Linked DNA regions of Mus musculus: regions 1, 2, 3, 4, 6 and 7 are each linked to region 5. Evidence: chromatin contacts called from public Hi-C and HiChIP or PLAC-seq data. All regions are on one chromosome and are shown on one strand. The core of a region is the stretch at or near the end of the contact, and the rest is flanking DNA. Distances in the headings are between cores, read along the strand shown. Region 1 has its middle 130 kb from the start of Gm22284. Region 2 holds the start of Ttc1 (tetratricopeptide repeat domain 1). Region 3 has its middle 46 kb from the start of Gm22284. Region 4 has its middle 200 kb from the start of Gm22284. Region 5 holds the start of Ebf1 (early B cell factor 1). Region 6 has its middle 170 kb from the start of Gm22284. Region 7 has its middle 89 kb from the start of Gm22284.

What was found. A called contact is a pair of places that touch in the nucleus more often than the background predicts. HiChIP or PLAC-seq counts read pairs in DNA pulled down with a chosen protein or histone mark.
Region 1: a contact with region 5 is called in an H3K4me3 HiChIP or PLAC-seq map of embryonic limb bud, with 9 times the contacts expected there. The contact joins the enhancer-like site here to the promoter of Ebf1 in region 5. A contact is called at or near these places in 10 of 39 promoter capture datasets (the C10 cell line, cranial neural crest, embryonic stem cells and 6 more), 3 of 484 Hi-C or Micro-C datasets (embryonic retina, embryonic stem cells and stem cell-derived epiblast-like cells), 12 of 115 datasets of contacts at active chromatin or transcription factors (the 230-238 cell line, craniofacial prominence, embryonic basal ganglia and 8 more) and 1 of 9 other capture datasets (embryonic trunk).
Region 2: a contact with region 5 is called in an H3K4me3 HiChIP or PLAC-seq map of embryonic stem cells, with 8 times the contacts expected there. The contact joins the promoter of Ttc1 here to the promoter of Ebf1 in region 5. A contact is called at or near these places in 5 of 39 promoter capture datasets (embryonic stem cells, hippocampal neurons, liver and 1 more), 3 of 484 Hi-C or Micro-C datasets (all in embryonic stem cells), 3 of 115 datasets of contacts at active chromatin or transcription factors (bone marrow-derived macrophages and embryonic stem cells) and 1 of 9 other capture datasets (embryonic stem cells).
Region 3: an H3K4me3 HiChIP or PLAC-seq map of embryonic limb bud shows a contact between it and region 5, with 6 times the contacts expected there. The contact joins the enhancer-like site here to the promoter of Ebf1 in region 5. A contact is called at or near these places in 2 of 39 promoter capture datasets (embryonic stem cells and hippocampal neurons), 5 of 115 datasets of contacts at active chromatin or transcription factors (the 230-238 cell line, embryonic limb bud, neural tube and 2 more) and 1 of 9 other capture datasets (embryonic stem cells).
Region 4: an H3K4me3 HiChIP or PLAC-seq map of embryonic limb bud shows a contact between it and region 5, with 5 times the contacts expected there. The contact joins the enhancer-like site here to the promoter of Ebf1 in region 5. A contact is called at or near these places in 4 of 39 promoter capture datasets (the C10 cell line, cranial neural crest, hippocampal neurons and 1 more), 2 of 15 datasets of contacts at CTCF or cohesin (large pre-B cells and pro-B cells), 3 of 484 Hi-C or Micro-C datasets (cerebellum, large pre-B cells and pre-B cells), 11 of 115 datasets of contacts at active chromatin or transcription factors (craniofacial prominence, embryonic forebrain, embryonic hindbrain and 7 more) and 2 of 9 other capture datasets (embryonic stem cells and embryonic tail).
Region 6: a contact with region 5 is called in a Hi-C map of cerebellum, with 2.4 times the contacts expected there. The contact joins the enhancer-like site here to the promoter of Ebf1 in region 5. A contact is called at or near these places in 5 of 39 promoter capture datasets (the C10 cell line, cranial neural crest, hippocampal neurons and 2 more), 1 of 15 datasets of contacts at CTCF or cohesin (the NIH/3T3 cell line), 7 of 484 Hi-C or Micro-C datasets (brain, cerebellar granule neurons, cerebellum and 2 more), 15 of 115 datasets of contacts at active chromatin or transcription factors (the 230-238 cell line, the NIH/3T3 cell line, craniofacial prominence and 11 more) and 3 of 9 other capture datasets (embryonic stem cells, embryonic tail and liver).
Region 7: an H3K4me3 HiChIP or PLAC-seq map of embryonic limb bud shows a contact between it and region 5, with 17 times the contacts expected there. The contact joins the enhancer-like site here to the promoter of Ebf1 in region 5. A contact is called at or near these places in 18 of 39 promoter capture datasets (the 3T3-L1 cell line, 3T3-L1-derived adipocytes, the C10 cell line and 10 more), 1 of 15 datasets of contacts at CTCF or cohesin (large pre-B cells), 59 of 484 Hi-C or Micro-C datasets (B cells, the C2C12 cell line, the C3H10T1/2 cell line and 35 more), 20 of 115 datasets of contacts at active chromatin or transcription factors (the 230-238 cell line, the NIH/3T3 cell line, PVALB interneurons and 15 more) and 4 of 9 other capture datasets (embryonic tail, embryonic trunk, liver and 1 more).

The regions. Positions count from the first base shown.
Region 1 is chr11:45,511,949-45,515,970 of GRCm38.p6, forward strand. No RefSeq gene overlaps it. Among named protein-coding and RNA genes, the nearest start is that of Gm22284, 130 kb to the right of the region's middle. Within about 2 kb of position 2,428, at least 5 of the 459 cell types and tissues checked have an H3K27ac peak or open chromatin away from gene starts, as enhancers often do. A contact at or near this core is called in embryonic limb bud, where this site is marked.
Region 2 is chr11:43,745,276-43,749,602 of GRCm38.p6, forward strand. It overlaps Ttc1 (tetratricopeptide repeat domain 1), which reads right to left and starts at 2,733. Exons shown (of 8, transcript NM_133795.2): 1 at 2,647-2,733; 2 at 1-172. The coding sequence starts at 139.
Region 3 is chr11:45,591,223-45,595,042 of GRCm38.p6, forward strand. No RefSeq gene overlaps it. Among named protein-coding and RNA genes, the nearest start is that of Gm22284, 46 kb to the right of the region's middle. Within about 2 kb of position 2,294, at least 12 of the 459 cell types and tissues checked have an H3K27ac peak or open chromatin away from gene starts, as enhancers often do. A contact at or near this core is called in embryonic limb bud, where this site is marked.
Region 4 is chr11:45,440,861-45,445,182 of GRCm38.p6, forward strand. No RefSeq gene overlaps it. Among named protein-coding and RNA genes, the nearest start is that of Gm22284, 200 kb to the right of the region's middle. Within about 2 kb of position 1,346, at least 13 of the 459 cell types and tissues checked have an H3K27ac peak or open chromatin away from gene starts, as enhancers often do. A contact at or near this core is called in embryonic limb bud and pro-B cells, where this site is marked.
Region 5 is chr11:44,616,263-44,620,181 of GRCm38.p6, forward strand. Ebf1 (early B cell factor 1) reads left to right here and starts at 1,838. Exons shown (of 16, transcript NM_007897.3): 1 at 1,838-2,050. The coding sequence starts at 1,917.
Region 6 is chr11:45,470,347-45,474,278 of GRCm38.p6, forward strand. No RefSeq gene overlaps it. Among named protein-coding and RNA genes, the nearest start is that of Gm22284, 170 kb to the right of the region's middle. Within about 2 kb of position 2,000, at least 7 of the 459 cell types and tissues checked have an H3K27ac peak or open chromatin away from gene starts, as enhancers often do. A contact at or near this core is called in cerebellum, where this site is marked.
Region 7 is chr11:45,547,903-45,552,014 of GRCm38.p6, forward strand. No RefSeq gene overlaps it. Among named protein-coding and RNA genes, the nearest start is that of Gm22284, 89 kb to the right of the region's middle. Within about 2 kb of position 2,764, at least 10 of the 459 cell types and tissues checked have an H3K27ac peak or open chromatin away from gene starts, as enhancers often do. A contact at or near this core is called in embryonic limb bud, where this site is marked.

The DNA of each region.
Region 1 (4,022 bases), core at 1,178-3,677, 900 kb after region 5:
GCCCTTGATGGGGGTTGTTGTGCCAATATAAGCTCCACTGTTATTATTACTGGTTGTTGTTACTGTCATGATGTCATTAATTATTCTAGGGTCTTATTCTTTCTATCCTGTCCATGTATGTTAGTGGCAAATGTGTCTAAAGGAAGATTTGTCTGCATATTTTGCTATACCTGTCCTAAAATGATAAGGCCCATTTCCAAACCTTCAGTATCAGGGCATTATGCTGTAGGCATATATTTTTCACAATGTACTTTTTACTAAGAGTTCAACCTTGCCTCTAGTCCACCACCCACCAGAGGTAAGTGGTAGGACACAGGGAAAGTGAAGCTTTTTAGAAATAGTTCTTTGGGGTGATTGCAATCTTCATTGGCCTCAGTCCAGTCCACTAGCAAACACCACACATGAACCAGCAGCTGCAGTCTGGTCCACTCAGCAGATACTACATAGGAATCATAAAGGGAAATTCAATTCAGAAGAAACCATGAGCCTTGCCAATCGGCACAGATTGCTTCCTCAATCTGTGGAAGCAGCAAGAAGCCACAGGACTCTCACAAGAAGTTCTTTGGCAAGTTTCTCACTATGAAGTCACCACAAGCAAAGCTCAGCAAAGCAATGTAAGATGAACCAATACACACATGTCATCAGCAAAGACTAGTGAGGCAGAACAAATCAAAGCAAAGCGAATCAATACTCAAGGTCCACTCTCTGTGGGGTTATATTTATATTCTTTCTACGTATCATACATCCTTTCATGTGTTTTCTATAGCAGAACATCCTTTCACCTGTGTCTGCTTCAGCAAAACATTCTTTTACCTGTCTACCCCATTATTACCTGAGTGTCCAAAGAAACCAGAAATTTCTGCTTTATTGTGCCAAGTGGTACCCTATAGTATTTAGTCCCACTTTCTTCATGGTACTATTGTAAAGGGGAAATGACAAAAGTGCTAGGTGTCATTGTCATCACAATGTGGTTGGTGATATAATAAAGGGTCTCTCACATGATGTGAAGCTTGTCATCTTCGTTAAGAGGTTTGCATGGCAATTTTCCCATGTAGTTCTCACAAACAACTCTCTACCCATTGGCGTAAGTCACAAACTATGATGGGAGGGTAGTTTTCCATAAGTGACACTTCAGGAACTATTATGCCAACTTAGAATCTCAAACTCCCTAGTGTTCTTATTTTCCCACCAAATCAGCTGTCTCCAACTACAGCTTTCTGGGGCACTATTGCCATGAAGGAAAATGTAGTCATCTGGCATAGCTATCAAGGTGAGATTGAATATACTTTGAACAGCAATCCAAATCAGAGGTGCCCTCGGGTTACCCCACCACTTCTAGTCTTACAACTCACATGATCATCTGTGTGCTTACAGAAAACTATAAACTATGCAAGCAGGTAAGGCAAGGGAGAGCTGTCTGGTGGAGAACAAGCATACAAACCCCTGACAAGAGAGTTTTAATCCTCCTAATAGCCTGGGCAAGCACTTAATCCAGATTAGACAATCTAGACAGTACTGACATTTTGGCCCAAGTATTGTATCATGGGAAGATGGCCTACAAACGGAGGAATGTTTGGTAGCAGCTCTAGCCTCTATTTCTATGTCAATAGTACTTCTGACTTTGGCACTCATCCCTTGGGAAAGAGTGGGCAATAATTCTCCCAGTTAAAAAACCATTGGCTTTACAACCTCTCTGGGCATCAGTGCCTTTGTCTGATGGAGACAATGACACAGAACCCTGCCTCATCAGGCCCCAAGGACTGAAAACAATGATCATGGGCTAGGATGGTATGAGAGCTGTCTCACACACAAAGTTACCAGGTGTTAGTAGCACATGCCTGCTGAGGAATGGAGCTCTCTAAAGAGCTCACAAGCTTTGCAAATTTAGGGGGCAAAATGACTCAACCCAGCAAAGACCTATCAGAGATCCATTCTTACATTTATTTTGGGGTGCTGGAAATTAAATGGTGAATAAAATTTGGGCTCACTTTGAGGGAGTGCCCTCTCTACTGAGAAGCTTGCAGCTATCGCTGAAGCATAGGCTAACTTTTGAACTTCTTCCACTTACAGAAACAACATGTACAAATTTGTTTTCCTTTGCTTAGCCATTGTTAGTTCATCACTAGAAGGGAAGTAATAAAAAGACATTCCTGAGTGGCAGAGCAGTGGTATAGTGTTAGAGTTCCCAGCAGTTCCCTAGCTTTGCAAGCCCCTGGGCTAGAGAGAGAGACACACACACAGAGACAGAGACAGAGACAGAGACAGAGACAGAGGCAGAGAGAGAGACAGAGAGACCCTAAGAAACTCAGTTGTTAAGCAATGAATATCCTGTCTTCCAATAGCACCCGGGCTTCCCATTTGCCTGTCTGATTCATCTCAAGTACAGCTCTCAGCCTTTTGAGAGCTCATGAGAGAGCTCAGAATGCCATCCACCTCCAGAACACCCTGAGGCATGAAGGGCAAATCTACTCCCCAGGCCAGCACCTACTAGTTCAACCAGACCAGCTTTTCCCAGGCTCTGGCCCAAGGAGTCGAACATGCACATATATATTTGTGTGGACAAGAAAAAGAAAAAGCGTTACTTCTAGTCAGAGCCTAAATTTCCTGCCTCCAAAACCCAGCTGGATAGCAGGAGTTGTAACAGAAAACAGCCGCACAATTAGCTGGAGCTCTGTAGCTGTCTGCGGCAGACTGCTTACATGGATGTCTCCATAGGTGGTCCCCCAGTTCATCAGTTCATAAATAAGTAATTTGAAATGTGTTCCTGGGGGAAATTTTCCTCCTGCTCTCCCCCAACAGACTGTACTCATCAGTTTTCCCATTCTCCAGGTAGCTGCCGTCCTCATTTATAATGGCCAGAGGAACTACGCTGTTCTAATTCCTGCTTCATTACATTGTCTAATGCAAGTTTCGCCAGCCTCACACTCCACATTTCCTTATATTGATAAGAAAAGAAAAGCCTTGCATATATTATTTATTAGCACTTTGGAAGTAGCTTTGCTATGAGTTTAGATGGAATATTTTTACATACAAAGCAGGATAGGCAAGTTGAGGTCTGGACAGAGGTTGGAAGATGGAGTTCTTGGAATCCAGGGAACACATTCACATACACTGGGCAGGTGTATGCATGCAGCAAACCTTATACACAGTTCAACTCTCATGATCCACTCTCCCTCTCGTTCCCTCCATCCCTGCCCCTCGCCATGTGTTATACCCAGGCAAATGTTTTGGGAACATTTTGATGCATTTATCCCAAGCCTATATTTTTCCCACTCGAGAAAATGAACAACCAGATCAAAAGCACCTGGTGATTTCAGAATAGCAGGGTTCCCCACTGGTGAAGCTAATGGAGTCACTAATTTGCCTGGCCAATAAAACCAATGACTTCTATACTAAAAGCCTTTGAGTGAAGCCTCCGGGGCTTGCTCTGGGGTAATGGAAGGGGGTTAGTTTCCTCTTAGCCAATAACCTAATTATTTTTTAAAGTACTAACTGTACCTTTCATTATAATAATGCATATAATTGATTTTGCTGATGATGTCTTTCATAAAAGTCTATCAGTCACCAGGAACTGTATTTACTCCTTTTCGTTGTTTTTATGATTATTTAGCTTTGGAGTCCCATAATAGGTAATTAATAAAATATGTTAATCTGAGAGCCATTTGCCTCATGAGCTCTTTAGGAATTCTTTTTCTTTTCATTCTAGAAAGCTGTTATGGAAGGCAACGCTTTCCAAGTGAAACTTGGCACAATTTAAAAGTTTCATTTGGGTTCATCTGTTTATTTTCTTTGTCTATAAACAGCCCGAGACTTTCATCAAAATAATTTAAAAAGTGAGAATCAGGTTGAAATTGTCTTTTTTTTTCTGGTCTGAAGGAAAGAAGTGGCACCCTTATCCCCAAAGACAGGCTTCTAAATAGGTCATTAGTGTCAGTCACCGGCCAGTCATTGGAGGACTCTAAAAAGAAAGGGTTACAGAAGATGGATATAATTGTGAGTCTTAAAAATATATACATCTGAGT
Region 2 (4,327 bases), core at 1,483-3,982, 870 kb before region 5:
TCGGCAGCTTGCTCTGGCAGTGCTGACCCTTGGGATCAGAAACCATGGGGCTGGCAGACTCTCCTTCTTGAGGATCTGCGACTTTCAGACCATTGAACAGATCTTCTGGGACCTTACAGTCTTCTGACTTTTCCTCCATGCTGAGTTCAGGGAGGGAGGTACGGCTAAATGTCTGGAAAAAAAGAAAAATAATGTTTTTTAGTTATCTTCGTATATATGCAGTCTTTTTTGTTTTTTGTTTTTTTCAAAACAGGGTTTCTCTGTGTAGCCCTACCTGTCCTGGAACTCACTCTGTAGACCAGGCTGGCCTCTGCCTCCCAAGTGCTGGGATTAAAGGTGTGAGCCACTAGTGCCCGGCTGTATACAGTCTTAAATCCCTTCTGTCGGATATTAGCCCCGAAATTTAGAATACCCAAGATATAAGATACAATTTGCTAAACGCATGAAACTCAAGAAGAACGAAGACCAAAGTGTGGACACTTTGCCCCTTCTTAGAATTGGGAACAAAACACCCATGGAAGGAGTTACAGAGACAAAGTTTGGAACTGAGACGAAAAGATGGACCATCTAGAAACTGCCATATCCGGGGATCCATCTCATAATCAGCTTCCAAACGCTGACACCATTGCATACACTAGCAAGATTTTGCTGAAAGGACCCAGATATGGCTCTCTTGTGAGACTATGCCAGGGCCTGGCAAACACAGAAGTGGATGCTCACAGTCAGCTATTGGATGGATCACAGGGCCCCCAATGGAGGAGCTAGAGAAAGTACTCAAGGAGCTGAAGGGATCTGCAATCCTATAGGTGGTACAACAATATGAACTAACCAGTACCCTGGAGCTCTTGTCTCCAGCTGCATATGAATCAGAAGATGGCCTAGGCGGCCATCAGTGGAAAGAGAGCCCCATTGGTCGTGCAAACTTTATATGCCTCAGTACAGGGGAACGCCAGGGCTAAGAAGTGGGAGTGGGTGGGTAGGGGAGTGGGTGGGGGAGCGTGTGGAGGACTTTTGGGATAGCATTGGAAATAAATGAAATAAATACCCAATAAAAAAAATATGGAAAAAAAAAACCCTTCTGTCTTTCACACCTAAACAAACTTCTACATATAACCCCGCCAAACACAGCTTGACTTTCTTTGACTGGGGAGTCATTATTTTTATTTATTTGTTTTATAAGTATTATTGGTTTTTTTGTTTTGTTTTGTTTTCTAGACAGGGTTTCTCTGTGTAGCCCTGGCTATCCTGGAACTCACTTTGTAGACCAGGCTGGCCTCGAACTCAGAAATCTGCCTGCCTCTGCCTCCTGAGTGCTGAGATTAAAGGAGTGCACCACCATGCCCGGCTTGTTTTTTTTTGTTTGTTTGTTTTTGTTTTTTGAGACAGGGTTTCTCTGTGTGACCCTGGCTGTTCTGGAACTTGTTTTGTTCATCAGGCTGGCCTTGATCTCAGAGATCCACCCTCCTCTGTCTCCCCATTGCTGGATTAAAGGAGTATGGATCATGCCTGTCCAAGGAAGTCATTTTAAAAACAGGATATCACCAATTGTGGTGGCCCATTCCTGCAGTCTCATCATTGGGGAGATGTAGTTAGAAAGATCAGAAGTTCAAGGCCATCCTTGGTTACACAGCAAATGTGAGGCTAGCCTGGGCTATGAGACCCTGTATTAGGCCCCTCCCCAGCCCCAAACTAGAGTATAATAAACTCACACTCAATGCCAATTATCATTTTAACTGATAGTCTTGCTGATCAAATATGGTATCAGACTTATACCAAGACTAACATCCCCACTTCCCACTGGTGTTGGAGACCGAATCTCAGACTTTGTGGTACATGTAAGCCATTTAAACAACTGAACCACACCCTCGATCCATACCCTAAATGAAAAGACTGATTTTAATGTGACTTTTCCACGTCCGGCAGCTTGCTGGATGGCACAAATTAGACAGAATCCAAAACAGCTGCAGGGGAAAAAAAAAGAAAGAAAGAAAGAAAGAAAGAAAGAAAGAGTTCTAATCTTTGTTCAGAATAAATGACCAAGTTGTCAACAGGAAACAATGAAGTCCGAATGGGACACTATCGCCACCGGGAGCCGAAGAATAAGTTTCTTATGGAGCCCAAGATGGCATCTGTGCCCAAATCGTGCTTATCATCGTAAGCAAATGCAAGCGGTATAGCTTAGGTAGCTAATTCTGGAAGGGGAGCCTTTGCGCAGATGTTTTCACAGGCATCCTCCAGGGACTCAGAACTCAGCCTTGGAAGAGCCGGTTCTCAACTCTCGCTGCGCAACCCTGCTGCCCAGATCCTGACAATATTGGTCTGCAGTCAGGTCAGAGCATCTCTGTTTTTTTAAAGTGACTCTGATGATTTTACGTTCATCCTATTAACCACTGCTGCTCTAGAAGCTGAGTCAGAACCTCTGCGGTGCCTGCCACCCCTCTGGTCGCAGCAAAACCACGCCAATGACCCAGTGTCGCGTTAAAGTCCGAATTCGTCCTAGCCTGTTAAAAGGAAAAGTTAAAAGGGAGGGTCAGGACTCGCAGGCTTCGCTTTTACTCGAGTGTCGCGTCCCTCCCGGCTATGAGTCAAGGTTAGAAAAGCCCCTCCCCGCGCGACCCCGCGCCTGTCCCAGGCCACAGTCCTCACCGAACGCCGCGAGACCCACGATGGGCTTCACAACCTCCCAGCTCCTCTCTCCACCGCTCCTGCCTCCGAGTCCTTCTACTTCCTCCTGAGTCAGGTGCACTTCCGGCCGCGCTGGCCAATGGCGCCATTGCTGGCAAAGCATTCTGGGAAATGTAGTGGCCAACTCGAAGAGAGTGAGCGGAAGTAGCTGTGTGACGTCACTGTACGGCTCAGTACTATGAGCCTCAGCTGTCATCTTGAGTTATGTCAAATCCTGCCAATTAGCACAAAGTAATTTTTCAAACGCGACTACTTGTGGCTTTAAAAACGTCTTTATTCTGGCGTCCCTCATGTTAGGAATGTGCATAAGAACCCGAAAACATCCTTCGTCCCTAAATAAACATTTCTTTCCAGTAGTTTCCAAAGTGCCTTTCAAGAGCTCTGTTAGGAGAGTAACAGTTTTCAAAACAGTAAATATTACACACTTTTTCCACTCATTTTCTCATGACTGTACAGCGCTTTCCAGAGGTTGTCTTCTGATATAGTGCAACAGAAGGAATACAAAAAGGGGTGAATTATTCTAGCTGTTAGGCAAGTCCGTCTATTTGTGAGCTAGACCTCCAGGCCTTCACCTGTCCTGTATTAAATCAGAGATTTGCAAAAAATTGAAACAATGCCATTCTTCTTGTGACAGGATAGCAAAGATGGAGAAAATTAAAAAGACATCGGAAAGGAAAGTAGCCTTTCATCAAGACTGGTTAAGTCTCTCCTAGGCTCAGTCATGAATTCCCACAAGGGGCTAGGAAGCATGACTTAGCAATTGAGAGCAATGACTGCACTTTCAGAGGACCAGGGTTCAATCCCCAGTACTCACATAGCAGCTTACCACAACTTTAACTCCAGTTCCAGGGCATTTAAGATCCTCTTCTGAACTTCATGGCCACCAGGCACACACATGGTAAACAGGCATACATGTAAACAAACACTCATGCACACCAGAAGAGTTAATTAGATAACAGTAAAGTTAAAAAAATTCCATAGAGTTATACAAAATTTCATAGACAGAAATACTGTTCCTTTGATTTATTTGTTTTTAAATGTAGATACTTTAAGAATTAACACAGAAGCTAGGCAGTGGTGTCACTTGCCTTTAATCCCAGCACATGGGAGGCAGAGGCAGGCAGATTTCTGAGTTGAGGCCAGCCTTGTCTAAAGAGTGAGTTCGAGGACAGCCGGAGCTATACAGAATTATTAAAAAAAAAAAAGATTTAACACTGAAATGAAACATAAGACATACCCATACCGCTGGGCTGTGGTGGCGCACGCCTTTAATCCCAGCACTTGGGAGGCAGAGGCAGGGGGATTTCTGAGTTCGAGGCCAGACTGGTCTACAAAGTGAGTTCCAGGACAGCCAGGGCTAAACAGAGAAACCCTGTCTCGAAAAACAAAACAAAACAAGACATACTCATACCCAGTGAAGCATGAGCCATATTTCTGACTCGTAATTTTCTGACAAATAAGGTTGTGAGATTGTGAGGGGCTAGGGAGATGAGAGATGACTTAGTGTGACAATAAGGCACTTGCCAGCAAGCTTGCTGACCAGAGTCTGATCTCCAGGAACATGTGGTAGAAGGAGAGAACTAGCCCCTGAATGTTGTCTTCTCATCCACACCTATATGTCATTCACACACCTTTATCCACC
Region 3 (3,820 bases), core at 1,044-3,543, 980 kb after region 5:
GGTTCCAGGTTATGGATGTGGAGGGACAAAGGGACAGAGGCTTTTTGTTTGTTTTTTTTTTAAGTGATCTTCTATTAATAAAAACTGAAAGGAGCCAGACTGAGATGGTTCACCCCACCACTATCCCCACACACACATCCCCAAGGATAGCGGTGCCCTTTGTCTGTATCTACCCTCCTACCCCACACCTCTTAACCCTTACTTCCATGGTTTTCAAGCAGTAACTTCGCTGACTTAGCAATCCAGTACAAAATATGAATATCCTTCACTGACTGAACAGAGAAATGAAATGTTGCATGCGATAAAATAGGATATGATTTTAGCCTGGGGGGAGGGGTCTTTCACATCCTATAACATGGATGAGCCTTGAAGACATAATAAAATAAGCAAAATAAGGAAGCCAAACCAGATGCTGAACTGACTCCCATTTATATGAGGGAGAGTCATTTATACTTTAGTGACAGGAAGCAGAGTGTGGATTCCCAGGGCTGGCAGAATAAAGCAGGGCATGGTTTAATGGGTGTGGCTTTAAGTTGAGATGGTGAAACAGTCCTAGAGCATCAGGCACAGCCAGTGGTGATAGATCCACAAAGTATGGATGCTCTAAATGCCATTAGACCGCACGCTTTAAAATGATCCACTAGGAGGCTGGGGTTGACTGGGCAGCAAAGTACTTGCTGAGCAAGACCCACGTCTGATCCCCTGAAACTAGGCTGCGAGAAAAAACATCTTAATCTGGTCACAGCAGCACGCACTTTTAATCCCAGGGCCAAAGAAGCAGAGACAAGCAGACCTCCTGGGCTCACTAACCAGACATTCTAGAGTATTTGACAAGCCTGAGGGACAGAGAGAGAGAGAGAGAGAGAGAGAGAGAGAGAGAGAGACTGAGACTGTATCTCAGTAAACAAAGTAAACAGTGCCTGAAGAACACCACCTGAGGCTGTCCATGGTCTCCATGTAGAAATGCACACAAATGTACACACACATACATAGATACACAGGACAGAGAAAGGAGGTAGGAGAGAATGATGAAAGGAGGGGTAACCATGACAGTTGCTGTCAGCATGAGACCTGGTTAGTAAAGCCATCGACTTCCAAACTACCACACAGCCACACCCATTGTTTCTACAAGATTTTTTTATTTATTTAATATTTAAAGCAGGCAAGGATTCTCATTCCTACAAAAGGCCAGCTACGATATATATTACAGTACATTTGGGCCCCCAAGGGACACCTGGACCAAGTTAACAGCTGGACCCTGCAATGAGCTGCTGTTGGCCCTGGGCCAGGGTGAGAGTAATCAGCCTTTCAGAGATTCTGAAACAGATGGATGCCCCACCCCCACCTCATTTGCCCTTCTCTTCACCCACACCTAGGGCAAGCACAAGGCTTCGGAGCACTGAAGACACACATGTCTTCAGTCTTCAAAAGCATACGAGACTCAAGACCTCTCTTTCATAATGGATTGCATCTCTTTCTATATTATTTATCTCCAGGGTTAAATAAAGACCTTTTCCTACCTGGAATGTATGCAAAAAAAAAAAAGGTACCTGCTCCCATGACCAAGCTAATTGGCCCCTAGAATGTCAGGTGCAAACCTCATGCCTGAAGTCTGTTGCAGACTCCCTCCCTTCCACCTTGAGAGAACCACATCCTTGGTCTCTTCTTGAAGCAAGTCTCCCCAGCAAACTCCAACACACAGCAGCAGGGCACAGCAGGCTTCTACACGTGAGCCTTGTTTAAAGAACAGGGTCAGCTCCTCGCTGGGAACAGATTTCCCTCTGTGGAAGCAGGTTTCTGTTTACCTTTTAAGTCACAGAAACAAACTCGGGGTCACTAACATGTGCTACACAGCTGCTGTGGTGCCTGATTTATGTACAAATCTGCATATAATTGTCTTCCCCCGTCCCAGCTTGGCTAATTTTTTTCCTTTAAATAAAATGGTTTAGACCAGGGTGCATAAAGCCCTAATTCTAAAGTCATATAATTTTATGGACGAGGGGTGGGGGTAGGATTGCAGGCAGTTCTTTTGTATGGCACCTGAACTCATTAAAATCCTAAATTCCATAATTTTACGCTACCATGTGCCACAACTGAACAGCCTAATTGCTTACCATGTTTATGAGAACCGCAAATGGGGCAGGAAAACCAGGGAACAGGTGGGAAGGCCACACTGGGGTTTGAGGCCAAGCCCCATTAGCAATGGTGACCAGAAGAGAACAGGATGGCTCCATGCTGCAGGAGACAGACACTGCCAAATGTCAGTGGAAAGGCTAGGCACATGTGAAAACTGCGATTCCTAATGAGACTCACGAGTGAGACATCTTATACTCACCACACAGCTGTCTGTAAGACTGAGCACTAGAAACCGAGGGGGAAATTAGGGCCTCACAATCCTTTGGCCGCCTATAAATTAACAGATCCTGGATACAAATAAACATCGGATCGGACTCCGCAATTCTGAATGCACACACAGACACACACACACACACACACACACACACACACACACACACACACACACACACAAACACACACAAAGCTGTGTGGATACCAAGTCCCTTGCTGGTCCCTCAGAACAGAATCTGGTGAATCTGGAGTCGCAGATATGAAACTTACTTGGCACCTAATTCTGTAGATGGTAAAATGAACAAATTGCCAGATTCTCCAATTTTCAGTGCTTTAATCATCTATCTTGTTTTCCTCACAAATGAGGCCTCAAAGAAGGTTTAGTTACAGTTTAGTTTGGTGGTTGTGAGAATTCCAGAAAAAAAAAAATGCAGTGGGGAAGAAGTCTCTGGAATATTTTCCTCAGCCAGGGCCAATTGAGCCCTAGGCATCAGACCCTGTTCACCAGCCTGCACCACCCCGCCGCAGTTCCCTCCCCCACTTAGGGTGATCAGACCTCCAAAATGCAGTAGTTCGTTCAACTCTCACGCCTGAAAACTGGGGGACTTATTACATGAGTCAGGCCAAGTTGCTGAGCTCCATCAACCCACCAAAATGAAGGGGGTGGGAAGGTTTCCGGGGAAGCTGGGAGGTCCACACAGGGAGCAGTGGAAGCCAAGGGGGCACTCTTCAGAACTAGCCAAAAGGTGTTTATCTGAACCAAATACTAATGTGGAATAGAGAGACAAGAAGGGAGGGAGGGGGGAGAGAAGAGGAAGAGAGGATCTGATCTCAAGGAATTAGATAAAGGAGCCATGCTGGAGAACACAGCTCAAGAGCACTGGACCTGACTAAAGAGCAGGGAAGACTTTCCAGAAGTCTAGAGACCTAGAACTATAAATAATCCCTTATTCTCCAAAGGAACTTCTCACAGACAGTGCCTCGATGCATACAGAGCTTTGGCCACTCAGTAGCATCTCCAACTCAAACTGTCATGTCTTCAGAAAACTGCTGGGGTTTCCTCTCCAAACCCCAGGGACAGGGGGTTGCCGCTTAGTCCTCTGCAGAGGCCTGGGATCTCACACCAAGGTCATGATGTCTTGCATTGGGAATGTGCTGGCACAAGGTGAAGGCCAGAGAGATGTAGGCTGTACCAGGCATAGTCTTGGGAAGCAGAGGGTCTCTTACTAGGTCCACTAATTAGGGAGTGTAGCTGATATGCATGGGACAGCGAGTTCTCCGTTTGTCTCTGCTAATTACAACACAAGAGCCCAGATATCAACTAGGACAGTTCTCTTGTTCACCTCCCTCCCATTTTCTCTCCGCTGTTCTTGGAATCCATCTCCAGGTCTCTCTCCTTAGTCCTTAATCCCCAGTAACCAGTTCAACGCTGCACACACTCAGCTCAAACCTTGTCCTAGTTAGTACTGAC
Region 4 (4,322 bases), core at 96-2,595, 820 kb after region 5:
CACACATACACACACACACACACACACACACACACACACACATGCCCACACTTGAATTTGAAGAAAATAGGACCCCAAGAGATTAATTTTATCTAAACCTATATTATAATGATTGGGTTTATAAATATGTACATGTGTAAGAAAGGGGGTGAAGGGTTTTGTGTGACCACTGTTCACACACATGCAAACAAATTGTCATATCTCTAAGAGTAGAAACCTGCATGCAGTGCATTCCTGTGGCCTGACACTCATACTCTGCCACTTATTTTTCTAAGCTACACAGAGCATGTGTAACCCTCTATATACTTTCTTTTATCTGTCCAGTGTGTGGCCACCTCGTTTTTATTGTAATTCTGGCTTTCATTTAATTTATTAGTCCATGGCCTATGTACACATATTTTAATAATTTTGAAAGCCTCTTGTCGTCATTGAAGCTTGCCTAAGGAAAGCCTGAGATAATCAGTATTTCAGATTTTACTGCACTGCTGTCCCCTCCCCCACCACATGCCCACACTCATATAGGTTTTGCTTTTTTTTTAAAAAAAAAAAAAGGAGAGATTTAACAGCCATAAGGCACTTTTAAAAATAACATTCACATCTGGGCTGACCACCTGTTTGCCAAAATTTAGCTTGATGTTAATTAAAACAGGCATGTTATAAAGCTCAGGAAATGGCAGCTGACCCCTAACCATGAATGTAGTGCTATAATAATATGTAGTAAAAATAAGACATTTGGGGCTGTTGTCCAAACCACTCATGCATTAAAATTCTCACCACTGTATACTCCCTTGCAGGAGGACGTGCAAATCAACTGCAAAAGTGGTTGAACCAAAATAATAATGATAATGATAATTCTAGGGAAAAGAGCTATTCGTTCATTTCACAGGCAGTTTCAAAGGCCCATCCTAAGCAAGCATTGTGGTCCACCCAGTGAGGAAGACTCCAGACAGAGAATGGAAGACTGATTAGCATCTCTTGTCCAGACAGTGGTGCTGTCAACATCACTGATATTTACTGATGAACAGTTTGCTGTGTGTGTGGAGCAATGTGAAACATTGGTTTGCATGACTTCACTCCATCGTTCCTTCAGTTCTGCAAGGATCAGGAGCTCTGCTGAGATCCATGTAACAGACAAGGCAAAGAACGTATCTAAGAGCCAGTTCACTGCCCTGCGTGGTTCAGTGGCCGAGACTTGAATGCCGACTATCTGGGTGTGTCATTGAGGTTCTACATGAATGACCAGAATGTCTGGTCCTTCCCCCCACTTGGTCCCTGCTCTGTTTGAGAACTCAGGCCATGCTGTTTAGAACCAGCCGTGGAGATTTTGCTAGGTTTGGTACCGCCTCCCAGCCTACCCCTACCCGTGTTACTTTCTTCCCCTGTGGCCCCAGAGAGTCTCCCTCCTCTGCTCACTTTCCTATCAGCCTCACTTGTTTGAAACTACTCTTAATTGCCTTTGACAAGCTGACATTTGACAGCTCTGTCTTTGTTCTGCTTTTCATAGGATCCAGTTCTTTGCCCTTACCTCTGAATCGCAAGTCGCAAGTATTCCCTTTTCTCCTTGTTCTTCAAATGTTTCCTTTTATAAACTGGGGGGAACTGGAATTTCCCTGAATATTTTCTCCTTTATTCATCTCTGGATCCATCCTTGCATTTTAGGGCATGTATATGTGGGGTGCAGTTAACATAGTTAATATGTATTATACCCTCACAGAACATTAGGCTGCATATGCACGGCCTTAAAAGAAAGCCTTCAACTGGGCCCATCAACATTTCCTCATGTGGAGGGGGAGCCTCATAAGGCCCCACCCCTCAATGAGGTAAAATCTGTGTTGGCATGTATTTTAAATTATAAATGATTACATAAATTGTAAGTGCTTGGCTTATTGTACAAACTGTGTTGCCAAAAGTGCCCAATTGGTATGGCTAAGTTCAAACTACAACACTTAGTTAACGCATAAAATCACCATATTTGCTTTTAATATGTGTAGCTTCTTTAAGAAATAGAAAACAAGACCCTCTGAAATGCAATTGTGTTGTAGCTCCTGAAAGCCATTGTACTTGATGAGCAAGAGTCACAGACGCTGCTAGATACCCAATATATGAGGTCCAGCACATTCTATGCCAAAGGGCTTAGGGGGTTTGTCTATGCCCCCAGCAGACTGGTGTGGAATTAAAATGCCCAAAGATGTGCCCCCCTTCTATACTTACTATGTGAAATTGGATGGGCCCTTATACCCGATTCTGCCTTGGTTAAATATAGCTTTGGTAAAAAATAATAATAATAATAATAAGTTCTCACTTTATGAGCTTCTCACTAAACAATGATGAAATTGAGTGAGATTCTACACATACAAACTTAACCTAGCAAGAAGTCAATGAATGACACTGACTACTAACACCAATTCCTTAGTGTTGTCATTGTTTTATAAAGGTGTGTGTGTGTGTGTGTGTGTGTGTGTGTGTGTGTGTGTGAATGCGCGCGAGTGCGTGAGTGCATGTGTGCGTGTTTTAAAGAGGGAGACAGAGTTTTATATGCCACATGTGTGCACGTGCTGCAGAGGCTAAAAGAGGACATTAGATTCCCAGGAACCTGAGTTATAGGTGATTGTGAGCTACCTCATGTGAGGGACACTAAACCTGTGTCCTCTGCAAGAGCAGTAAGTGTTCTTAACCTTTGGCGGACCTCTCCAGCCCGACCACTGGTTTTCAGACAGTTTTTTTTTTCTCCACAGCTACTAATCACAATTGTTACAAAAGTCCATCTGAGGAGCGATCCAAGTAACCCTCCCTCTTCAACAGCATCGGTAACAGCAGCCTCTCTTCAGCAACCACTCCAGCAAACACCATCCTGTTTCAACTGTCCTTTGCCCCTTTATAGAGTCTTCTCTTTGCCTGGAAATGTTGATTGGTTCTCCTGTGAACTGGGTCTCATCGAATCCAAATTGCTCTCCAGTTTTTCAGATTAAAAATGAGTACCTCTGCAAAGTCTACCCTGACTATCCAAGACAGACAAACATTCCTTGTACCAGTTTTAGAGATTACACTCCCAAATAGACTGAGAAGAAAATGGGGATGCTATTTTAGCTTCTTATGCCTCTACTGTACTCTCAACACCAGGTGTAACGGCTCATGCATCACAGGGTCCTATTTAGGAGGCTTTAACACCAAAGAATAGAAACTTTAGCCCCCCCCCCCAATTACTTAAATATTAAGCAAATATATGGCCAAATACAACTTGATTCACAAAGGCAGAGTAGGTCTTGGGGCTCAGTTGCGGGTTCAGCATCCACGTGAAGAAGAGACCAGTTCCCATCACCTCTCCATTGTCATCCTTAGCTGCTCTTATCTTTAAGCTAGAGACTCTAGCCACAAGTGGGCCGCTACAGCACCAACTCTCTCACCCGGCAGTAGCAACAACAAAGAGTGAAGAAACTGTCTGTCTCTGCTATGCTTTCTTCAGAAGCCTAGAAACCTTTCCCAGAAGCCCCATCAGACTTCTGATTCTCCATTTCCCAGGATTATGGTTTTATGCTCATTCTCAAACCAGTCATTCACAAGGGAAATGAGATTACCACAATTACGTCAGGCTAGGGATCAGCAAACATTCTCTGTAAGGGGCCAGATAATAAATATCTAAGGCACGGCAGACCAGACTGTCGCCACTGCATAGCTCACTGTGTCCGTGCAGGGTAAAAGCACTCAAAGACTGTATGTAAATGAATGGTGTAGTTGTGTCCCAATAAAACTATTCATGGATTCCAAAATTTGAATTTCATACAATATTCGCATCTCATCAACTGTTCTTCCTCTGAATGCTTTCCAACACTTAAAATTTGTTAAAGCCATCCTTAACTCAAGAGACTATACAAATATAGGCAATAAAATTGATTTGGCCCAAAGGCTACTGTTTGTTGACCCCTGGTTAATAATATCTGTGGCCAATGTGTATTGATGTGCCACCAAACACAACTTCCTAAGCAGTCAATACATTCTGAAAAATTAAAGGGATATATGATGAAAGAGAATCCAGGAGTATTTCTGCCCTCCACTCATCCCTCCCAGATGAAATCTCATGTACCTCAAACTATCCACAAAATTTCTGGATATCCAAGGATGACCTTGCGTTCCTTGTACCCATGTTTCTACTTCCTCAGAGCTGGGATTACAAACTCAGTCCATCACGCTCAATTTATGAAACACCAGGGAATCGAACTTGGGACATCACACATGCTCAGAATGCATTCTATCAACTGAGATGCATCCAGCCCTAGAGCGGTTGTTATCTGGGAGAAGTTTGTGGAATATCTCTGTGTATGATT
Region 5 (3,919 bases), core at 588-3,087:
TATCCACTTCCTCTTCTCCCCGTTTCCCTCCCAACCTCTCATCTCTCTTCTCTACATCCCAGTCTCTCTCCCTATGGCTGTGATGGAAGTTGGTTCAAGCCCCCTTCCCCTTTAACAGAAAGAACTTTGTGTGCCAAATAACCAACTAATCAGAGAAGGCAACACCCTTGCTGCAGTTGTTAAAGAAAAATAAAGCTACTTTGCGGAGCAGGAGAAGGGACTGAGGATCTGAAGATATTTAGAGTCGCAGGCTGCATAGCCCCAGAGACTCATTCACTCTTAGGGACTTCTGGAGAGTAGTGACCGAGTGAAAACCGCGCCCAACAGCATTCGTGTCTGGGTTAGCACCAGAGTTAGAGGCATTTCAGAAGCCTGCTGAAGACTGAGTCTAGAATGCCCATTCCCTTGCGGTCTACTAAAGTCGTATTGGTTGGGGCTTTAGGTTTCTCTACCTCTCCTGACACGGAGATAATGTCTTCCGAGTGCCCTCAAGTCTCGATCTCGCGCACATAAAGTTCATCCCGCCACCCTTGTTTCAGAGTGAAGAGCTGGACACCTGGGATGGGCATCCTGCCTTTTCTGCCTGGTCAGTCCTTTTTTCCTCCACGTTTGCCCCCGAAGTCCCAGGACAGGCAAGCAAGGGACTAGGCGTCTGCCCAAAGAGAACGCAGTCAGTACGCCTCCGTCGCGCTCAGGGCTCGGAAGGGATGCTTAAGAACTGCCATGGTGCATACCCCTTCGACTCAGGATACCTCCATCTCCTTCCCTCTGCCCCCTCTCTCGCTCTCTAAGGCCACGCTCCTTCCAGTTTAGACGCTAGAGCTCAGAGATCCCTTGCTCGCCACTTTGCCGGGAACTTTGGCGGCTCCCCTGCGCCACAAGGAGAAGGATGTTAATGAGGGAGTGTGGCCAGGCTCTGTGAACAAGCCAGCTCGGGAGCTGCGATTGGCTGTGATAAGGCGGAAGGATGACGTTATGCAAAGAAGGGGCGTGTCTAGGCTGCGAGGGCCCCGCCTCCTTCCCTTTGGGGTTAGTGTGCCTGTGTTTAGCTCTGGGGAGAGTCAAACTGGATTCCACAGGGAGAGCCTGCAAATCACTTCTATTTTAGCAAGGAGAAAACAGAATCTCCATCCAGCAGGGTCCACCCCTCTCTTTCTCCCTCTCCTCTCTTTTTCTATCTCTTTCCCTCCCCCCTTCCTCTTTCCCTCTCTCTCCCCTTCCCCCCCCCCCCTCCGGTGTATCTGTCTACAGCAACCAGCGTCCTCATCTACACGCACGGAAAGGAAAGAAACATCTTTGGTTGAGAGAGGAGGAGGAAAAAAGAGAGAGAAAAAAACTTGCCTGGTTGTGGAAAATGACACTTCAAGTAGCCAAGCCGGCTTCGAGAGTCGTATCTATTGTTTCTTAAATTGTCATCAGGGTGGTTTTTTTTCTTCCTGCTTCTTCAAGTGAAGGTACCGCTACAAAAGGAAACTCCAGCCCCTCCTGTTCTCCAACGGCCTGTGATTACTACAAAAAGAAAAAAAAAAAGGCAAAAAAAAAAAAAAAAGCAAAAAAAAAAAAAAAAAAAAAAAAAAAAAAGGAAAAAAAAAGCACCCAAACTCAAAACCAACCAACCAAACAACCCCCAACAGCCAGGCATATATCTCTGTTTTTTCTTAATTTTGGTCTTTTCGTTGGATTTTCCCTTTCTTTTTTTTTCCCCTCGCCCCCCTCCTTGTTATCGCTCAGTTTTGAGCGAAGGTTTACATTTTTAAAAATTTTGCTTTTCAGCCCGCCTTGATGTAGCGCGAGTCTCATCGACTCAAAAAAAAAAAAAAAAATCTGTGGTTGGCGTTTTTTTTTTTTTTTCCTTTTTTTTTTTTTCAAATATTTTCAAAGGGGAGGAGATTTTTCCACAAGAAAAGGTTGTTTTCATGTTTGGGATCCAGGAAAGCATCCAACGGAGTGGAAGCAGTATGAAGGAAGAGCCGCTGGGCAGCGGCATGAACGCGGTGCGGACGTGGATGCAGGGCGCCGGGGTGCTGGACGCCAACACAGCGGCGCAGAGGTGGGTACCGCTGGGGGACCGTGGAGGAGAGGCCACCGGCTAGCGGGAGAGCCCGGAGACGGCGGCGCGGCTACCCGGGGCCTGGCCACGCGAGTGCGTCTGCCGCTGCGCTGCGCTCGCCGCCCGAGCTCCGCGCTCCTCGGCTGCGCAGCACTCGTCGCCGGGTGGCCAGAGATCAGCGAGCTGCTGGAGGGAGCCGAGCCCAAGCTTTGCCGGCACTTTCCGCAGCCCCATCTGCGAGTGTTTTCGTTTTGTTTTAACCCAGAAGAGGCGTCTCTGCAGCTCGGTGTTGGATAGCTGCGCTTTTCTGACCGCTTGTTTTCTTTTCTGTGTGGTTATATTTTTCCCTTTTCCTCTCCTTCTCTTCGCTTCCTTTCCCCTTTATTTCGCTTCAGTTCTTTCCTTTTTCTTCTTCCCTCTTTTCTTTTTTCCTACTTAATTTTCTTCTCTCCCCCTTTCTTCCTTTCTATTTTCTACCTTCTTTAATTCTTTCCTTTCCCCCTATCTTTCCTTTCCCTTTTCTACCTTCTTTAATTTTTTCTTGTCCTTCTCCACTCTTTTCCCCCCTTCTTTCTCAGTTTCACTCTTCGTTTTTCTCTTCTCTTTCCTCACCTGGCTCTCTCCCCCGTTTCTCTCTCTCTCTCTCTCTCTCTCTCTCCATTTTTCTTCTTGGAGTCTCCTCTTATTTCTCCTATCTGGTTCTTTACTCTCTCCTCTCTCCACTTCTTAGCCTTCAGTTTTTCTCAGTCTGCCTGTAGAATAGTGATTTCCAACTTTAATTTTCACATCTCCTAAAAGCCACCCTCATCCACTGTCACCTTGGCCTTCCCCAGTCCCTCTCCCACTCTCCAGATCCTACACTGAGTGATTTGGAGGCCATGCTCTTGGAGACCAACTTGAGGAACTTCCCTGGACACACCCAGTGCCCTGTCCAGGGGCTCCTAGTCCCAAGTGAGAAATGGTACCTTGCCCTTTTCATTGCTGGCCACCACCTGGGCTTCGGGGAAAACTTTGTGGGCCCAGGCTCCATTAGACATAAAGGGTGCAGAAGGGGAATGGGGAGTAGTTCCATCTTTCCATTTTTGGGGGGAAGGGCTAGGGACAACTGTCCTATACTGTTTCCATCCCCATGAGCACAGGGTTGGGAGTGGTTGGTAGTGAGAGTGAATTGGGTAACTAGGCTAGAAGCGAAAGTGTGTGTGTGTGTGTGTGTGTGTGTGTGTGTGTGTGTGTGTGTGTGTGTTGTCCGATAGTGTCCGGCAGTTTGGGCTGTCATTGTGGTGCCCCCGGGCATCCTATTCTCCAGTCCCCCGCGGATCTTCTCAGCCAAGAAGCCTTGGCCCTTTGGGTTTCTGGAATGTGTGAGGAGGATTTCTCAGAATGGCAAAACTTTGGCAAGACAGGTCTTTTATTTAAAAAAAAAATTAACCAAACAACAACAGTCACTTACAACAGTAAAACAAGACGCCCCAGTTCTCTTTCCCATGGCGATCGATCATTTCTAATAGCCGCGAGTCCCAATCAGGGACCCTTCTCCGCTTGCTTGCCGTTTGTGTAGAAAATTAGCGTGCTGAGGTCGGGTACCATCAGCTGGCCGAGGCTAGGGAGTTTCCTGGAGGGTGGCTGAGGCAGCGAACAACCTAGCATGCCTTCATGCATTTCCACCTGCCCACTTACTTGCGAGATTTGGAGGCGTAGTCGGAGCCTATTCCCACGCCCTGGCCTTCGAAGTAGTAAATTGCGCACTTTCTCTTTAACCCCGTCTCATTTCACCCACGGTCACGTTTCCTCTCCACGCAGCGCGTTTCAAGTGGAGTAAAGATTGTAGCGTTTCATCTCACACCCAAAACCCAAACAAAACTTCCACAC
Region 6 (3,932 bases), core at 750-3,249, 850 kb after region 5:
AATCAAGAAATAAAACAGGAAAAATTACAAATGCATAAAGAAAAAAATGACAAATGTAAAAGTACCAGTAAAATTGAATACCAACAGATTTGTTAAAAAACACCAAATTGGTAATCCTGCACAGCAAACTTTCAAATATGAGTACATAACTTCTAGAGAATAAAAGTCATCAAACTGACTTAAGTAATAAAAAAAAAAATCTCAACATACCAGTTTCCTAAAAAAGAGAGAACAGGGTATCAAAGCCAGCAAACAAACAAAAGAATAGGTAGTCCATCAGCAATATGAAGTTATCTAGAAGTTAGCTTGGTTGTCACAGAGATTAAGAGGTGCGACTTTCCCTAGCTCCTTTTCACACACCCACATCCGAGTGTCTGCATCTGCTAAAGACTGCATCATAATCTAGACATTAATCTCATCTGTAAACACACAGAAAGTGGATATCCTCGAAGAAACCAAATAGCTAACAAAAACAACACTCCATATACACACGGTCAAGTCAACAACACCAGGAAATCTATGCATGTAATTTCCCATGCAATACACTAAAGAATGAAATCACATTTTATTGATAGATAGATAGAAGGCATTTGACAAAAAGTCAATTTTTTTCTGAAAACTGAAAGAATCAATTTTTTTTTAAGTTAGAGAAATTATTGGAAGCCTGGGCATGTCCCCACTGTTCTTCTTGAAGGAAAAGCATACTCTTACAAAGAAAAATACAAAAGTAGCCATGATACAGAGCCCATTACAGTCAGCGAACCTCCAGTAAGCTAAGATGATGGAAGTGTCCAGATACCTACCCCAGTAGAGAATAGATTACAGAGGCACCAGAGCCCCCCATCAGAGTGATGACACAGAGGACAAAAGAGATGTGCTTCTACACTGTATAATACCGACAAGTAGTTTGTATGTGTTATCTAACTCTCCTCATTGTTACTCAAGAAGCAGGCAGAACCATCTTTACTGTGCCAATAAGATTTCGAGAATCAGAGCTGCATAGCAGCTTTCCAGGAGAGAATAGCTTGATGGCTTCAGGGGATGGATTTATGCCCCAAACTGTCTAATCTAGTTCAAGTTCACTTCCCTTCTGTTATCCTCCCAAACTCTTTAGCTAGGATCCTTACTAGCCAAACTCAAGAGAACACCAGAGCATAGGGAGCTGTGGTGTATGCCTGGAACCCATGCTGGTCAGCTTCCAGAGGCAACCATGGGGTAAAGAGGAAGAACTGATGGAAGCTAGCAAGGTCCAGAGCTCGTCGGACAGCCTAACTGTGCAACAGATAATAAGAGTTCAGATAGAGCCGCCAAGGAACTAAGATGTAGATTACAAATATCTCGGGATGCCTCAGCTCTGAGCAAACTCTCAGGCCCCACCAACCATCTGAAGGACTGTCATCCACTCCCATTGCATAAATGCCTCGAGTCAAATAGTTTCTACTTTGTAGGCAAAAACTTGAATTTTGTTTCTGAACTAGAAGAGCAAAACGCAGCCCTGAAATGACACAGCTGGCTCCATCCATCCTATGTGTTAAATTGCACAAACCAACATCTGGACAGAGGAAGACATTGATAAAATGAGTGGCACCCATTTCCTCTCAGAACAACCCTCTAAATTCATTTTTAAAGTATTGCCAGTGAGTAACATTTTCTGGAACATCTTTTTTTTTTTTTAGCTGTGGATAAAAAGAGTATTCTAGGAATATGCTCTGTGTACAATCACATAGATAGAAGTTCATATTTAGTCATTTTGACCATAAGTGACCCTCTAAATAGGTCACAAATCATTTTGCACCTGTGACCCCCTAGAATAGAAAAATGTAGATGAATGTAATTGACCTACTTCCAAAGTCACACACACACACACACACACACACACACACACACACACACACACAAACAATCTGTTCTCTCCTCTCCTGACTTGGGAACATATGGCATCGGATTACATGGTTGGCACCTGGCTGACTGCTGAGCCCATGTGTCGCATTCGAACACAAACAGGCAGAGACACAAAGCCTGCCCAGAGGAGTCACCAGCCAAATCCAAAATGGGCAGCTCAAGCCACAGGCTCAGCCAAAAATTGCTGTAACAGCCTGGTGGAGGAGACAAAGTTCTCGGCACCACCTGCAGGGGTGCCCCCCACCCCACGTTTCCCCTCTAGCCCCATGCTGTCCTCCACAAGCTGCTGAGAAGAAACCCTAGGCTGATCTCTCTCCAAAAGTGCATGTCACCAGCAGCCCTTGCTCTGTCTGGTAAGGGAAACTGAGCTAGCCTCACCTGCACTTCGAAGCTGGCTCTCTTAAACAATTTCAGACCAAACAAACCCCCATCTATACATCAAACCTTGGCATGCTAACAACGAGCAAGAGACAGTGATCTCCACACTAGTGTAAAGAAGGCAAAATGCTGCTTTACACTCCCTTGGTTTCACTCTTCTCTTCTTTCCCACCTTAGGGTAGAAGCCATTTCTAATCTGCAGATTACCCCAAGTCACCCATGCACCATGAAAATAAATGTTCCTCTGTCAAATACCCTGAGCTTCTTGCTGTAATTCTATGTGTCCCTAAAATTTTGCCCACCTGCCTGCCTGCCTTCCTTCCTTGCTTCCTCCCTTTCCTTTTCTCTCCTCTCCTCTCCCTCCCTCCCTCCTCTCTCTCTCTCTCTCTCTCTCTCTCTCTCTCTCTCTCTCTCTCTCTCTCTCTCTCTCTCTTTCTTCCTAAACAGAATATCCTATAACCCAGGCTGTCTTCAAATTCATTCTGTATCTGAGCATAACCTTGAACTTCCAATCTTCTTGACTATTCCTCAGGTACTGGGATCTCAACCATGAGTGCTTATTTATCCAATGCTAGAGATGGAATCACAGGTCTTCCTGCACACTAGACAATCACCCTATGAACTAAGCTCTTCTTCCTTCCTGTGATCAATTATCAACGTATCGATTTTCTTCAGTTTTTGAAATATGTCTATCCATGTCATGTTGTACAATGGATAAACAAGATTTGACCTACATCATCTATAGAACTTGAGAATCTAGGATAGAGTCAGTGTAGTTAGAATAAGAAGAAGCCTATGAAGGAAGGCGGAGCTCAGCAGACACACAGCTTATGTGGGATGTGTGCATTTACTGTGGACATGGACTCTATAACAAGGTAACCAGGAAAAGGATGTGAGATCTTAAAAGGTGATCCTTTCCAAAAGTCCCAGAATGGAAAAGAGGAAGTGGACACAAACTCCCACCTCTGACCAAGAATCTATTTGTAACTGATACCTGCTGAGAAAGGAAAAATATCAGTTTTCTCTAATGAAGTGATGCTTGATATATCAACCACAAAGGGCAGGCCCCAGCCCCACAAGTAGTTGGCCAATACAAAACAGACTCCATTATTTTTGTATGCTTTTGATTTGGTTTGAGTTGGGTTGGGTTGGATTTTTTGTTTGTTTGTCTGTCTGTTTGTTTTGTTTTGTTTTGTTTTTGTCTTATTGGGTTTTGGGGGGTTTCTAGGGGGGTTGGTTTTTTGTTTGGTTGGTTTTGGTTTGATTTTCCTTTTTTGTGGGTTTTTTTTTTCTTTTTAAAGAGAGAAAAGAAAAGAACATGAAGTTGTATGTGCAGTGATCCAGGAGAAAGAATATGATCAAAATATATTGTATGAAGAGTTTGAATAAAAAAATTTTAAGTGGGTTTTTTTTTTAACCAACTAGAAGAATCTTAAGACCAAAAGGGTGAAGATTGACCAGCTAAAAATGGTCCTTTCACAATCACATGACGATGTACATCGATCACATTGTCATAGCACAGTAGTGACATGGAAACAGGTCTCATCCCCTGTCTTGGAGACAGTACTAGACACCTATTGCCTCTGCACCCCCATAAATGATTTCCTCCTTTTTCTGTTGATAGCACCTAATAAAACAGCCCCTGTCTTCCA
Region 7 (4,112 bases), core at 1,514-4,013, 930 kb after region 5:
ACTACCATCACCACCACCATCACCATCATCTTCAACAACACCATCATCCTCCTCATAACTCAACAAAAGAACTGCTCTATCAACTAACTGCCTTTTATTGGTGACAGAAATGGGTTCCTGCGATCCTGTCACTTGCTGTGCTTTCTAAGCAAGCCATTCTCTCCCTGCCCTGTCCATCTGAACTTAACATCACACAATAAATGAAAGCAGAGAAGACAACAGAGAAGGCAGCAGTGCACCTGGCTGTGAACCCTGGCCATCTCCTCCATAATCTATAGCCATGAGTTCATTAAGTAACTTGCCTTTCCCTTAACTGTGCAGTGGGTTGTGTTTTGTTTTGGTTTTGGTTTTGGTTTATGTTGGGATGGTTGGTTTTGCTTGCAATGGATTCTGAATGTTTGCTTGGTCTTATGAGAAAGGCTCTCATTAGCCCTGGATGACCACATACTCACTAGTAGCCAAGGGTAACCTCGAACTTCTGAAAAGATCCTTAGGATTTAGTATGTCACAAGGGCTTGATGCACTTTTTAGCCATGTCTAAAGCTCCAGCTTAGGGTTTGTAGTTCGGCTTTGTTTTCCTTGTTTCCCCTGCAAACCCTTGGTGTCACACTGAGACAGTTGGGCCTTGATTTCTGATTCTGGAAAGAAAATAACCCCTTCAGCCGTCACAAGAAGTACAACTGCCTTTGACTGTGAATTCCTATCACCTGAGTTCTGAGACTCTCACCTCAAGGAGGTCCCCTCACGCCCCTCTCTGTGTCTGCTTCTTAAGTCAAATTATGACTAGAGCCTCTTTCAATCACAGCTTTGATTTCAGACTAGCCAGAAAGCTATGGGGCCCTGATCTCGAGGACACAATTCTTATCTCCCTAGTGGTTTTTGCCAAAGAAAAGATATGAAAGTCTAATTTTTTTTCCCACCAAAAGACTTGAGTAGAATTGAAGATTTTGCAGTCCAGGGAAGACCTGCTATATAATATCTGAAATCGCCAGGCATGTGAAATCAGAAATGTCTTTCCCCTTTGGGTATGGCATCCTAACTGCCACCCAGAGGTGATTTATATGCGTTCATCCTCATTACAGACTCCACATCATAAAGGCATGATAGAAATCATATCTGCATAGATTCAGGCAGCTCTGGGAGAGAGGCTGCCAGTTTTGTTTGACAAGACACTCAATCAAGCCAAAGGGTTTACAGTATTTCAAGATGCTCTCGCTGCCTGCTCAACCTTATATGTTTCTATCTGGATCACAGGAGCTCTAATTGAGTCCAACATGAGGAGTCATGTTTTCCCTAGCTCCCTTATTAACAGGCAGAAGGGGGACAATCATGGAAGCCCTTGCTTTGTGGTGCATGATTATGGAGGAATAGTTTGCCATTTGATTGTGCTCATAAAATTAGGCATAGCCATTGGCTCTGGCTTCAGTGGCATAACTTCCTGGCTGCAAATGGTGAAGCCTGTGCCGAAGAAGAAATATTAGCATCACCAGGGACTCCTCTCTGCATCTCTTGTTTGCTGGGGGAAATATTTCAGACAGGAATTCTTGGAGTGTTTTAATCCCTTTTAAAGTGTGCTTTACTCTTCAAATGAGGGCAGGGCCCAGAGCAGACAGGCTGCAAAGCAAGGAAGTCACTCGCTTGGGGTCAGGGGAGTTCCAGAACATCTTGTAGTGAGGGTTTAGGCCATTTCATGTCTGGCATGAGGGAGGCCATAAAAGCTAGATCGCAGGTTTACAATCTCTCTCTTTAGTTACTTGTTCTCTTTGAGATACAGCCTCACTCTGTTGCCCAGGCTGGCCTCGGAGAGCTAACCCCCATCCTTACCTTCAAGTACTAAGAGCACAAGTAGACACCATCACTAACTTTCCTTATCTTCTAAATGTTGTATTAAACATTACTCATCTTGATTCTTGCATTAGGAAAAGTGTATGTATACATGTGTATGTGTATGTACATGTGCGTAGATGTATATATTGAACAAGTGAGAAATACCCAATCTTAGCCCCAGATGCTCTAAAAACCTACAAGGAAACTAAAACCCGCATAAGTCATTATTCAAGTTCCCCCCCCTTCCCAGCATCACCCCCAGGGACAGCGGGCATCTTTATTGAGCAGAGGGCAAACAAGAATGAAAGGCATTCGTCTCCGGCCCTAAAGGGAACCTCACTTTCTAGTCATTCCAAGAGCTGACAGGTTGATAAAATGTTTAAGGGCACAATGTTCAAACAGAGAAAAAATTAAAAATGTAATAATAAAGTTAAATGTAACTGTTTTAGAGCATAATTCTTCGGAGAGACGAGTTTTATGTGGGACCAGCATTTGAAGTAGCAGCAATCATTATTAACGGGAACCTCGAAGAGAGGAGATTTAAATCACCCAAGTAATAAAAGCTGAACAAGGACTACTCGCACCTTGAAAGGCACTTGGAGAGAAGATTGCATACAAACGCAATTAAAACGATGCTTATAAAATACTAAGATGTTAATTGGGTTCAGTCCCAGAAGCCCCAGCAGTACAGTATGTCAGAAGTTAGCTGGTTTGAAGTTTAAAAAGAGTAGCTTAATTTGTACACCTTGTCCTAATTACGAAGCTTTCTGCAGCCCACGTATCTGGATGGTTTATGGTAGCTTGGAGCTTTGTAAAACAAACACACGCACCAGTTAATTGGGTTATGGCGATGGAAAATCGGGCTGCAGAATAGCAACCTCTCTTGCTGGGCTACCTTTACAGCTGTAATGAACGTTCCAGCCACGTCAGGGGTATGCTGATTTGTAAGGTGTGCTGTTTACAGCTTGGTGATCCTAGGGAGCTGAGACATAGGAGGCAGTGCCTTGGAAACAAAGAATCACACCAGATAATGTTCCCTCCCCACCATGCTCCCACCCCAGCTGGCCCGCTTGGAATTTACAGGACTGCCAGCCTCACCACCACCACCCCAGCCCCTGCCCTTTCAAACACTCCGGCACGTCTGGGGCCAAAAGCTCACATGAAAGACGCAAGCGGGATGGCGGCCGGACAGCCGGTGAGTGGTTGCTTCCAGTAGCCCTGCTTTGCGGTGCACCTGGAGGGGCGTGATGTTTTTTTCTCCTGCCCAGCAAATAAATAGGTGATGCTATCAAAAAAAAAACAGCATCATTAAATTGGATTAGGAGTGAAGACAGTTAAATCATTTTCCAGGAGTCCTACGGGATTGTGCTGGCCACAGTGGGGGTTCTAGCCATGTTGCGCCTGGCACCAGCAAACCTCCTTCATGAGGGAGACTGTAAAAGGCTGATCACAGGTTCACAATTGGTTTCAGTCACTCTTGCTGTCCCTTTCACAGCCAGTTGCTAAATATGAATCCTACATAAAGTGAGATGACAGCACCAGGCCTTTGAATCCTATCTCAGTCACCCATCACTAGCAGACACTCTACCAGCCATCAGGTGGGAAAGCAGTCTGTGGAAATGGTAAACATCCCAGCTTCTGTGAAAGCAACAGTGCTCCCCTGTTGGTCACTGGCTGTGAGTGGAAGAGAAATGTCATCTTCCAGCCACTTTGCATGGTTCTGCCAGCCCCAGGCAACAGTAGCCCCAGACAAACTGGGTAAGATTGTTTAATATCCTAACTGTCTCTCCTCTTCCTGCAAGGTATACATAAGGAAATAGCCAATAAATGAAGGAATCCTGAGGCGATGGTGTCATAGAACTTTCCTTAACCCAGGGTTGGCAGCTTAAGAGGAAATTGCAAGGTGTAGACCTCATGTTACATAGAAGGGAAAGGGAAGGTCTGGGCAGCCAGGTGCCTCGCACAGAGGTCTATTCACCACATCCATGATCTTTAAAACTCCCTGGACTTGGAGATGAAGCTTTTCAATGTGCCGAACACTCTAAGGCACATTAGCATATACAGCCCCTCTTGTCAATGAGCTGACATTTGAGACAGGCCAATGCCAGCCATTTCTCTTGGGTACTGGGCTGGTCTGTAAGAGAGGTTACATAGGAAAATAATGGTGCATCTTTGGATCATATTAGAATAATCACCTACAGCCAGCCGACATAGCCTAATTCGTAAGTTCTAGGTTAATAAGAAACCCTGTCTCAAAAATCAGAGGCGGGTAGAACCTGAGGAAC